Regions from separate parts of the Sus scrofa genome. Here region 2 is linked to region 1. The links are chromatin contacts, called in public Hi-C maps. All regions are on one chromosome and are shown on one strand. The core of a region is the stretch at or near the end of the contact, and the rest is flanking DNA. Distances in the headings are between cores, read along the strand shown.

The links. Hi-C and Micro-C count contacts between places; a contact is called where the count stands out from the background.
Region 2: a Hi-C map of alveolar macrophages shows a contact between it and region 1, with 2.4 times the contacts expected there. The contact joins the promoter of IFN-DELTA-6 here to the promoter of IFN-ALPHA-1 in region 1. A contact is called at or near these places in 11 of 47 Hi-C or Micro-C datasets (alveolar macrophages, blood, fibroblasts and 6 more) and 2 of 2 datasets of contacts at active chromatin or transcription factors (alveolar macrophages and skeletal muscle).

Annotation. Positions count from the first base shown.
Region 1 is chr1:201,289,316-201,291,993 of Sscrofa11.1, reverse strand. It overlaps IFN-ALPHA-1 (interferon-alpha-1), which reads left to right and starts at 1,311. Exons shown (of 1, transcript NM_001166311.1): 1 at 1,311-1,856. The coding sequence starts at 1,311. The coding sequence ends at 1,856. It also overlaps the pseudogene LOC110255449.
Region 2 is chr1:201,341,994-201,344,671 of Sscrofa11.1, reverse strand. It overlaps IFN-DELTA-6 (interferon-delta-6), which reads left to right and starts at 1,330. Exons shown (of 1, transcript NM_001166312.1): 1 at 1,330-1,884. The coding sequence starts at 1,330. The coding sequence ends at 1,884.

The sequences.
Region 1 (2,678 bases), core at 62-2,561:
ATTTCCAAAGAATCCATCACTATCTCAAAAAGAAGGAATATAGTTCCTGTGCCTGGGAGGTTGTCAGAGTAGAAATTGTAGTGTGTCTTTCCCTCATATAACCATCCTCAAAGAAGAGTCAAATAGAGAAAAAAGTCCCGCTTGTGACACATCTTAATCAGTAACATTATTGTTTGATTTGACCCCCAAAGCAATCTCACCTCACATTTCCACACATGCTGAAAAATATTTGAAATGGAAATCATGAAGTATCAAAAATATGTTTAGAGAGACTATGATTATTTCATTGAATAAATGTTTTTATAGAGTAATTTCTTAAATTTGATGAAGTTATTGGGGGCCATTTGCTGTTCCTATGTGGGAAGTTTATTTTTAATGGAAAGGTTTTTAGGATAGTCTGTTGTTGCACACTTTGGTCAGTTGACTTAATACCAGCTGCTGCAACAAGTAAATAGCAATCTGATCCTAAGAGAAATTTGTTTCCTTTGTGTTAGAATACAGTGCAGGCACTCCTGATCAGATGAATCATCTAATTGGCTCTGCTCCAAACATGATTCAATGACATGGGAACCTGCTATTATGTGGCTTTGGCATATTCTATGTATGACTTCAAATTTTCTGTAGTTCCTTTAGGTTTTTTCTAGCCAACAGGATAGGGAGTAAGTATGGGAATAGCATGGGATGGTTTCAAAGGACAGGTCAGTGCAGGGCAATATCTATACGTTGGTATTATTATAAATCTATCTACAAAAATATTACCTGAGTATGTAATTTAATAGATTTTTATTTATGTAAGTCTCTATATTATACTAAAAGTCACTCTGCCAACTTAGGTTGCAAGACTTAGTTATAAAGGTAAATTAAATTCAATAGCTTTTACATTTCATTTATAGCTGAAAACTTTTTGTCATTCACAACTGTGAACTGAATATAAAGAGTAAGCTTTGTACTTTCTTTTTCTAAGGATAGAGATATCCATGGATTACACAAATAGATGCACAGTATATCTGTGATGACAAAATTTTATGGGGCACAATCAGGGGAAAAAAATCTAAAAAGGCTCTGTAGAGAGAGGAAGGGAAGGCAATAATGAAAAAGAAATGGCTGAGAAATGTTGCCCTAACCCATTTGGAGAGTGCAAGGTGAAAAGCAGAAACAAAAGTGGAAAGTAAGAGGGAACATTCAGAAAATGGAAATGAATGTGTTCCTATTTAAGACACAGGCCTGAGGGAAGGTCTTCAGACATCCTAGAGAGCAGGGTCACAGAGTCACCCACCTCAGCCAGGACAGCAGCATCTGCAAGGTCCCCAATGGCCCCAACCTCAGCCTTCCTCACAGCCCTGGTGCTACTCAGCTGCAATGCCATCTACTCTCTGGGCTGTGACCTGCCTCAGACCCACAGCCTGGCTCACACCAGGGCCCTGAGGCTCCTGGCACAAATGAGGAGAATCTCCCCCTTCTCCTGCCTGGACCACAGAAGGGACTTTGGATTCCCCCAAGAGGCCTTGGGGGGCAACCAGGTCCAGAAGGCTCAAGCCATGGCTCTGGTGCATGAGATGCTCCAGCAGACCTTCCAGCTCTTCAGCACAGAGGGCTCGGCTGCTGCCTGGGATGAGAGCCTCCTGCACCAGTTCTGCACTGGACTGGATCAGCAGCTCAGGGACCTGGAAGCCTGTGTCATGCAGGAGGCGGGGCTGGAAGGGACCCCCCTGCTGGAGGAGGACTCCATCCTGGCTGTGAGGAAATACTTCCACAGACTCACCCTCTATCTGCAAGAGAAGAGCTACAGCCCCTGTGCCTGGGAGATCGTCAGGGCAGAAGTCATGAGAGCCTTCTCTTCCTCCAGAAACCTGTGAGACAGATTCAGGAAGAAGGAGTGACAGACACCTGGTTCATCATGGAAATGCTTCTCACTGACTAACAAGCCCACACTTCCTCCTGTGCTGCCAGATCATAGCCCCTCATTTCTGTTGTCATCCTGCCATGAATTGACTCAATTTTCAAAGTTTTTTTAGGATTATTAAGCAAAATCCTGTTCTACTCTATACTCACTGGTACCCTATGGATGGCCCTGACTGCTCTATTTATTTATCTATTTTAATATTTATTTATCTGTAAGATTTAAATTATTTTTTGTGCATTTAATATTATGTGTACTTTATAAACCACCTTCGTATTTGGTCTGTTATCTTTGTTTATTACAATTTTACTGTAGGAAACATCTTGTTTTTGTTTATTTTTTAAAAAAAGAAATACAAACCCTGAATGTGCAACCTGATTATATAATCCTTCATGCAATTCATTTCCCCATCATTATGACATTCAAGTTAGAAGAGAATACAAACTTCCTCAAAGACAGCTTGTATGATAGCCCCAGGATAGAGAGATGAACATAAGAAATCCAATTCTGCTTTCTAGCATCTTTGACTTGAGTAGGGAAAGTAACCTGAAAACAATAATCAGTTAATTGAAAATTAAATACCATTTATGTTTATAACCAATACTAACTAATGTTAGAATTTAACATCAGGTTGGTTTAATGCTATGAGGAAAAGAAGGGAGAAAAATGAAATTCTGTCAGCAGAAGGTGAACCAAGCCATGTAAGGCTTTAAAAGCAAAAGTAGAAGTTATTCTCTACATTGACTGGTAGGCATGTAACTGCCAATGTCCATTGGGT
Region 2 (2,678 bases), core at 81-2,580, 53 kb before region 1:
GGTTTTGGAGTTCCTTTGTGGGGTAGTAGCTTAAAGATCTTGGCGTTGTCACTGGGTTGCATCATAGCTATGGCTGAGGTTCCATTCCTGGCCCTGGCCTGGAAAATTCCCTTTGCCATGAGCTTGGCCAAAAAAAAAAAAAAAAAAAAGTTCACATAAAGTTTGATATAGTGCTGTGTTTCAATCATATATATTTTAATATTTAATTTTTTATATTTTAAAATAGTTCAATAAATTATTAAAATATAAAAATAATTTAAAAGTAATTTAAATTAAACGGATATCAATTAAAATAAATTTAATTTAAAAATATAAAAGGTAAAATGCTTCAAGTTTTTAAACATTCCTTCTTTCCAATTCTTCAATAATTTAACTCTGTAGCCTTGAATGACACCAGGAAAGTCACAGAGACTCTTGGGGCACAGCTTTCCCGTCCTCTGGCATGAGGAGGACACGCGCCAAATCACCACCTGGGCGTCCCTAACACCTCCCAGTCCTCCCGCGGCCGCCCTGTCCCCCCTTTCTCCCTCTCTCTCTCTGTCTCTCTCTCTCTCTTTTGTTTTTTTGTTTTGTTTTGTTTTGTTTTGTTTTTTAAGCTTTTTAGGGCCGCATTAGCGGCATATGGAGATTCCCAGGCTAGGGGTCGAATCAGAGCTACAGCTGCCGGCCAATACCACCCACAACCAGCGCCACGTCAACCCAGGATCCGAGCCGCGTCTGCAACCTACACCACAGCTCACGGCCACCTCGGATCTTTAACCCACTAAGTAAGGCCAGGGGACGAACCTGCAAACTCCTGGTTCCTAGTCAGATTCATTTCCGTTGTGCCACAATGGGAACTCCACATCCCCCTTTCTCTGCGCTGCCCCTGCATCGCTCCTAAAAAGCCCCAATCTGTAAAACTGGCTACAACTGGCTCTCAATCAGAAACAGATTCTTCCGTTAAAAAATGACCTCGCTAAAGTTTCTGTACGAAAATACCGCAGAAAACTCAGGCGAAAGCTCGGAAAATGCAAGGTTCCCAGATCCCTACCAGACAATAATATCGCTGGTGAAGCCGGGACTAGCCTCGCTCTTCAGCAGTCAGGGACTCGGGAGGTTTTTCGTGCACTATTAAAGCAGCACCAACTTGCTCCGTGCAGACGATCAGCTCTTTCTCTCGCGCTGCCAGCCCCGCGGAAACTACAGCCTCTGAAAGTCAGTGTTTCCAAAACACCGCCTAGAGAAGCACTCTGCCCTGGGTTCGGGGAAGGAACGTTCTCGCTTACAGTTTAGCGGTGCCCGCGCGCGCCCCCTGGCGGCCCTCTCCTGAATCGACTGAAATTCTCAATGGCCCACATCCATTTGCTCCTGGCAAGAGTGATACTCTCCTCCACTGCTGCTGGCACTCTTGGCCAATTCTCTGGGATCCATAGGCTAAAGAATAGAGAAATCTTCATGCTTTTAAGACAGATGAAAAGGATCTCCTCTCAGGCATGCCTAAAGGACAGAACTGACTTCCAATTTCCTTGGAAAGGAGGCAAAACCACCAGAACACAGACATCTCAAGGCACCTGTTACCACCCTCTGATGCTCCAGCAAATCATCAACCTCTTCAACACAGAGACCAGCCGTGCTGCTTGGAACGACACCCTCCTCGATCAACTGCTCTCTCGCCTTGATCACGGCCTGGAACGACTAGAGCAGATGGAAGATAACAATCTGGCTTGTGCCTATTTGGGAAGTGTTGTCTGGAAATATTTCCAAAGAATCCATCGCTATCTCAAAAAGGAGGAATGTAGTTCCTGTGCCTGGGAGGTTGTAAGAGTAGAAACTGAAGCGTGCCTTTCCCTTATGCAACAATCGTCAACGAAGAGTCAAGAGAGAAAAAAGGCACACTTGTGACACATCTTAATCAGTAACATTATTGTTTGATTTGACCCCCAAAGCAATCTCACCTCACATTTCCACACATGCTGAAAAATATTTGAAATGAAAATCATGAAGTATCAAAAATATGTTTAGAGAGACTATGATTATTTCACTGAATAAATGTTTTATAGAGTAATTTCTTAAATTTGATGAAGTTATTGGGGGCCATTTGCTGTTCCTACGTGGGAAGTTTATTTTTAATGGAAAGGTTTTCAGGATAGTCTGTTGTTGCAGACATTGGTCAGTTGACTTAATGCTAGCTGCTGCAACAAGTGAACAGCAAACTGTCAGCAATCTGATCCTAAGAGAAATTTAACTTTCCTTTGTATCAGAGCACCACACAGGCACTCCTGATCAGATGAATCTTCTTATTTTTTTCTCCTCTAAACAGTGATTCAGTTTCCTAAGTACTGGCTCTTTTGTGGCTTTGGTATATTCAACACGTGACTTCAAATTCTCTGTACTAGTTCAGGTTATTTTTCTAGTCAACAATAAATGGAATAAATATGGTTATAGCATGGATGTTTTCAAAGGTCAGGTCAGTACAGGGCAATGTCATTTCTGCTCACATTAGTTGGCCTGAACTGATGCTCTTAGGAATCCAATCCAGAGAAGTTTGGAAATGATTCTGTGACTAATGTTAGTTGAGAAAAGTTCACTGAATGAAATCACCTTTCATTTTACACTGTTTACAATAATGACATTCTGGGTGGGAAAAAAACAACCAATGTTTTTGTATGAACACAGGTTTTAAAAAACAATCTCAG